Regions from separate parts of the Mus musculus genome. Here region 1 is linked to region 2. Evidence: chromatin contacts called from public promoter capture Hi-C data. All regions are on one chromosome and are shown on one strand. Each heading gives the region's core, a stretch centred on a gene start, on an enhancer-like site or on the middle of the called end of the contact. The rest is flanking DNA. Distances are from core to core; before and after follow the strand shown. Region 1 holds the start of Kdm5a (lysine (K)-specific demethylase 5A). Region 2 holds the start of Csgalnact2 (chondroitin sulfate N-acetylgalactosaminyltransferase 2).

What was found. Capture Hi-C pulls out chosen DNA fragments and counts their contacts.
Region 1: a contact with region 2 is called in a promoter capture Hi-C map of liver, with 3 times the contacts expected there. The contact joins the promoter of Kdm5a here to the promoter of Csgalnact2 in region 2. A contact is called at or near these places in 2 of 39 promoter capture datasets (hippocampal neurons and pre-B cells) and 2 of 9 other capture datasets (adipose tissue and liver).

Annotation. Positions count from the first base shown.
Region 1 is chr6:120,362,768-120,366,268 of GRCm38.p6, reverse strand. Kdm5a (lysine (K)-specific demethylase 5A) reads right to left here and starts at 2,170. Exons shown (of 28, transcript NM_145997.2): 1 at 1,491-2,170. The coding sequence starts at 1,655. It also overlaps a transcript of Ccdc77 not described here.
Region 2 is chr6:118,137,714-118,140,968 of GRCm38.p6, reverse strand. It overlaps Csgalnact2 (chondroitin sulfate N-acetylgalactosaminyltransferase 2), which reads left to right and starts at 1,829. Exons shown (of 8, transcript NM_030165.3): 1 at 1,829-1,946.

The DNA of each region.
Region 1 (3,501 bases), core at 921-3,420, 2.2 Mb before region 2:
GGCCATAATTCTAGTACTCTGAAGTAGAGGCAGGAGGCTTAAAAGTTCCAAATCAGCCTAGGTTACAGAGCCTGACCATCTTAACAACAAGGACAAAAGTCATCTGGGTGCCTGCTAGGGAAGAGAACCGTAGAACCAAATAAATGACATCTGCAGCCACACTTTGGTTCTACTTTAATAAGGCACAGGGATCTCTTCTAAACAACATCCAGTTGACGCTGGTGCTCATTTTTCAGCAACATTTGGACAAGGTTTTTCTCCCATGTTAGTGAGGATGGAAGCCTGGGCCTTGCAGCATTCTCCCACACCAACAACATTATTTGGAAAACACCTAATATTTTTTTTTTTTAAAAAAACAAAACCACCCTTTGACCTTGAGCATATAACTTAACCTCCGAGGGAATTAATTCCACTCATTACCGGGTATCATTTGCTTTCCTAACCTTAGAAAGTGAGGTTAATTAACCAATTTATAGGCAAACTTGATTATTTATAGTACAGTTTGGGAATCTTTGTCCCTTACTTTCTTATTTCTTACATATAGAGATTTCAACGTTTTCTTCCATCACCATTCATTGGCCAATTCTTTCTAAACCTCTACATTAAAAAAACAAAAACAAAAACAAAAAATTAATGCTCTTTATCTTTCTCAAGGATGCCTCCTTGTTGCAGTAATAATTAGCGTGGGGGTTCTAGTCTAGTGACATCACCCTGTAGACAACCTGAGTTCGGATTACTAAATTTAAGAAACCCGAGTAGTGGCCTGCAAAGGTTTGATAAACTGAACATCAGTAGGCTTGGACACAAAAACGGTCGACATTAGTGGGGTTTTTTTTAACACGCAAACAGAAAGATGGTGCGTGAGCTGATGACAGGACACTTCAAACGCCTTTCCCTAGGAAGGGCCTGAAGCCTTTTGTTATCCTTACCTCCAATCCACACTACAATATCCGTGCCCAATAAGTTCTGGGAAGGAAAAGGTCCCAGAGACACCTCTTTCTGTCTTTTGAAGGGGGACCTGAGAAGCGATGCGATGGCCCAGTCGTCAGGCCAAAGCCTGACAATCTTGAGTTCGAGCCCGGAGACCCACAACCCCCACAACGCAGGAAGAGAATCGACTCCTACAAAATGTCCTCTGACCCCTCCGCGAGCGCTCTCTCGCTCTCCTCCCCTCTCTCCCTCTCTCTGTCTGTCTGTCTCTCTGTCTGTCTGTCTCTCTCTCTCTCTCTCTCTCTCTCTCTCTCTCACACACACACACACACACACACACACACACTCACACGCGATCAAATAAAATGTCAAAGTGGACGTGAAACTGCGTTCAGAAACCAGGGCAAAAAACATCCTCAAAAGTGGCCTCGGGACACCAAGAGAGGAGGGAGGGGCCCCCGGAGAGCACGGAAGACCCCCAAAGAGGAAAGCCACGGGGAGGAGGAGGACCGTCCCGCCGCCCCAGCACGCCCCCCGTCCCCGCCCTCAGGCGACGCTACCTTGGGTGGCCGGATTTTGCAGATGCCCGTTTTCTCCGCAAAGGGCCGGATGCGCCCGATAAAACTCAGCGGGTCTGTGAACTCCTCCCAACTGGGCTCAAAGACCGGGCACTCGGGCGGTGGCACGAACTCCGCCGCGTAGCCCCCCGGGCCCACGGACGCCATGGTCACCAAAAAATAAAATAAAAAGCCAGGGGGGCCTGAGGTGCACAAGCGAGGAAAGGCTTGGCTGACGGCCACCAAAGCCCTCTCACGTCCCCGCACTGGGGCCGCAGCGCATCTTCTTAGGACGAGAACGAGTCCTCACAGGAGCGCCAGCCGCTCTCCCTCCGCTCGTTTGTTATTGTTTCCTTCAGGGCTTTTCCTCTCAGGGGCAGGACGCTCCCGGAAGTTAACGTGCTGCTAAATCAGTCCGCCACCGCAGGAAACAAAATCCCACCGCCGCCACGTCTAGTCGGGTCTTCTCTCCTCGCTCCCTTCCATGACGGCCGGCGGAGCTTTTTTGTTTTATTTTGGTTTTTTGTTTTCTCACAGCTTGCCTGTCAAAGTTCTGCGCCCTCCGTCCACCCCGGGTGCGCGGCCCCTCAAGGCGCCGCGACCTCTCTCGAGGAGAGGCGAGGGAAAAGCTACCCCGCAAGGTGGAACGCGCGCTTCCGGCGCGCGGAGGAATGTGTAATGCCTCGGAGAGCAGAGGTACTGCTTCCGGTAAGGGGCTTCCGGTTCCTCTTTGTGTCGGGGGTGGGGACACGAACGCAAGGTGGGCCCCTCCGTGGCTAGTCGGCCGGGTTTGTTCGTTCTCCGAGACCTGTTTTTAACATCGTTGTCTAGGTTTGGACAAGTGACGAACTCTTGGCCGAGTTTCCGCGTCTCCGTTTCCTTCTTTCGAATGCTAGTCTTGTACAACTCGTTTCGCTCGGTCGCCTTCGTACGGGTTTCTCGCTTCTCCGTGACCAATAGGTTTCAGCCCAATTCCGTCATTACATGGGCCGGCCTTCACCACCAGCTGCGACTTGCTTTTTCTCACGACACTGGGAACCTACCCATAGAGGGCCTGGCCTTGCTAGTCTAGCTGTTGGCAGCCATCCCGAAACCGTATTTGAGTAGTAAGCAGGGCCTGAAAACGCTTGCTTTGTAACCAACCCATTTCAGTTTGGTATGAAACTGGTCACCTTGTCAGAAACCTCTACTTGGAAGGCCGGGCATAGTTGCACACGCATAGAGTTCCGATCAGCAATGGCTGGTTTAAAAAAAAAAAAAGCCACGTTTCTGGTATACGGTCCTACAGTTCCTTTATGCGTCTAAGCCTGACTCTACAAGGTTGAAGGCAAGAACCGGCTCCAAAGTTATCCTGTGCCCTCCACATCCATATACCTTTATGGTGATGAAGGTAGATGCTTTAGGGGCAGTTCGAGCTGCATATGAATTTGAGGCCTGATTAGGCTACGGGAGACCTTGTAAGTAAGGAAAATCCCTGTGTGGTGGCTCAGGACTATAAACTCAATTCTGGGGAAGGAGATGTAGAAAGAGCACCATAAGGCCACATGGTACACTTATCGAGTTCCAGAATGGTCAAGAATACGGGGTAAGGGCCAGAACAGTGGCTCAGCTGTGAAGGGCACTTGCCACCAAGCTTGAAATCCTAAGTTTGATTCCTGGAACCCCATGGTTAAAGGAGAGAACTGAAAGCTGACCTCACCTTCACGCCAGGTCCACATACATTCATCTACAAATTCACACATTAAGTAATCAAAGGCTGGGGGGGTTGGAGTGGGGGGGTGGCTATCAGGTAAAACGCTGACTCATAAATAAAGGTTCTATTCTGCTAGTCAGGATCAGGAATGCAAGGAAATGGACTCAGGCTAGTTTGTTCAATTACTTTCTGTACTAGAAATTGAACCCAAGTCCTTGAACATATTAGGTAAATGTGTCCTGAGCTGTAACTCCAGTATAGTCTCCATTTCTTGCTTAAAGAAAAAAGGGAAAAAGTGATATACAGAGAAAAAATGGACAT
Region 2 (3,255 bases), core at 580-3,079:
GCTGACGATCTGTTTGTGTCAAGGTGACAAATGACAACAAGCACAACCTAGACTATCTTCTGCCTTTTCATTTTCTCTCTGGGAACTGAAGAGCCAAACTGTAGGTTTGGGAAGAATTCAAAGGTTCAGATGAAGAGCTGGGAGACATGCCCACTGCCCAGTGTATGCACCACATAAAAAGTAGGCTCTGCCTGAAGTGTGATCTAGCCCAGCATCTGTGAGGCTAGAAAAGAAAGAAAAAAACGAAATGCCTGAAGTAGATGGGTTGCAGGGTTCTAAAAAGTGGGGTGTGCTTGAATTTGGTTACTGGGGACATTTATTTGTCTTTTTGGAGACTTTACATTCACAAGTTCAGTTAGAGCCCATGTTTGGTACTGAGATGCCAGAAACTGCAGGGGAGGTCTCTCTCATTCTTTCCGCCATAGTCCCCATCCTATTTAAAGTGTCCCTAAGGAAAATCCAAGCATCTCTATGGCTGAACATGAGTCTAGAGGGCACATTCGAAAGGTCCCTACATCTGTGGACTTTCTTTTTGTTTGAGATAAGGGCTCAATGTATATCCCAGGCTGCCCTGGAACTTACTAAGTAATCCAGGAAGGCCTGAAAAATATCATTTTTCTGTCTCAGCCTCATGAGTGCTAGGACTATAGGCAGATGTCACACCTGGCTTCTGGGGACTTCTCAGAAACTGTTAATGAAATGTCAAGTGTAACGTAGGCACACAGTAGATGTGGGCTTGGACTAACAGTGCCAAAGCTGGAGTCTGGCATCGTGGCTCGCTAAGATTTCAGTGAGGTGCCATTTATATCTACTTTATTAATACATTAGAGAATTTTTGCCTTATCTTGGAAATTTAGCAGTGCTGGGCACTTAACCATTTGCTAAAGGTCCCCATGTTCCAAGTCTCCTAGGAGAGAATTCTCCTGCCTCCCTGCACTCATACTTAGGACTGTGGCTGGTAGACAGCAGGCAGCTAACCCACGTGGACTGTCTTTTGTGATTGTACTAGAGAAGATGGATGTCTGAGGGGACTTCAAGGTGCGTCCTAAAGAAGCAGCTGTCCAAGGGAGACACTTTGTTCCTGACCACAGCTGGCTCTATTGGCTGACAGTTGTTGAGATATCTTCTGCCCAGATGTTCTCCTCTAATGCCACAAGGGAAATCCTGAAAACTTTAACGGTCTGGATCACCTACTTCTAAGATAGGCTTGCTGACTGCATATCCAGTCTCTTTCCAACTTTGCCAGTGTGTGCTTTTCTGAAAAGGCTAGACTTCACACACACACACACACACACACACACACACACACACACACACACGGTACTTTACATGCAGCAAATGGAATTATTTATTTTAAGTAAAAACACGTAAGGACCTCTTCAGTGTTCAGTACCGATCTTCCCTGAGCAGAAGGCATGTTGGCTATCCTCAGCCTCCCCGCTAGTCAGCTCTGCCAGGTTAGCACTTATGTGACGATTAGCCACATGCGTGTCTAGTTAAGTGTCTCTAAGGCATGATGTTCCCAGGCTATTTATCCCACAGGGCTTGAGCACCCATCTCAGTTGTTGTTTGTTTGTTTGTTTTTAGATGAATCAACTGTCATCTGTGGAGCTTTCTGTGCAGGGCACAGGACAGAAGAGGGAGGAATAGGCGTGTCCTAGCTGGAAAGAGAAAGGCCTGGCCCTGGAGGGCGGGACTTGGCAGTGTGGAGGGCGGAGCCCGGCTGCGGTGGGCTGGGTCTGGCCCTGGAGGGCGGAGTCTGGCTGTGGAGGGCGGGGCCTGACCGCGGAGGCGGGCGCGCCACAGCAACCCAGCCTCATTTCCCTCATTTCCTCGCGCGCGCCGGAAGTGGCGGTGCTCCGCGGCGGCGCGCCGGGCCGGCCCCGCGCAGGGCGCTGGCCAGGTGTGCAGGTCCCCAGAGGCGGCGACGCTGAGCGGCGGGCGCGGTGAGTACCGCCGTGTCCTGCCGCGCCTCTGGGCAGCGGCCGGTCCCCTCGGACGAGCCCTCCGGGACGCCGCTGGGCGCGGCGCTTCCTTGACGCGCCCTCCCGAGGCTGGTCCCGTTTTGGAGACCGCTGCTGCCAGGGACCGCTGGTTTGCGTGTCAGGTTTTTTTTTTAACCTCCTCGTCATCATCTCTGCTGAGTGGCTAAACTTTTTACTGTGGGGTTGAACGCGCCCACTGGCAGCAGCCCTCCTGCCTCTGACAAAACGCTCCCCTTTAAAAGATGCTCTTGGAGTAGGAATTGATGATCGCCGGAACCTGGATAAAAACCAAAAACGGAGAACTGTCAGAAGGACCAGATAGTTTAGAAAATTCCTGCATTTCTGAGCAACTGGCTGGGTAATTTGTCAAATACCACAGCGGTACTTGTGTTTGTGATGATGACATTGGCGGCATGACAGTTTGGTTACAAATCTAACGCTTTTCTTCTTAAGTCCTCATTAAATCTGAAGGTGTGCTTTAGCTTGTTTTTGAAATGTACATGCAGTGTCCTGACAGTTCATGCCACTGAAGGCCCCTGGGCCTTTAATACCTTGGGGATTAATGCCATCTCTTAAAGGTGCATTTAAAAAAGCACCTCTGATTTCCGAAGTAATAAAAAGGTGTTTTATGGCATAATATTCGGGAATATTTGCTACTATCTTTTTTAAATTATGTGACTAAAAGAATATAAAAAGGGTGTTGTGTTTTCAGTATATGAGGCTTAGAAGTGTTGATATTAAACAACCAGCTTTAGTTTCAGATAATTAAGAAATTACTGTTTATCCATCTACACTCCTTTTGTAGTGGTATAAAATATAAAAAAACGTCAACAAATGCATGAAAATGAACTGTCTGTGAATCATTACATGCTTCTTACCTTGTCTGCTGCTACACACATCAGATTTTAATTGTACAACATTCCCATAGTGCTCTGCTTCTTCCAAATAGGTTACCCCTGCTTCCCCATTAAGAGTTCTGACTTCTTTCATCAGCCATTAGTTTGGACTATTTTAAGCTTCATGTTAATGGAGTTAATATATAGTATTCTCAGAATATTGCTGTGGAAGTCACTGTTCGTGTTTTTTGATATGATATCATTCATATCATGGTATGGTGTTGATAATTCTTTCTTATAGTGTAATGTGCCATTCTGTGATGTGATTGTTCTTCTGTTCATGAATGTGTGCTTCCAGATTTGTGTATTATTTGTTTTAGGTTTTAGGGGTGTTATAACATTCTTGTGAATGTCTTAGTATGTGAATACATTTC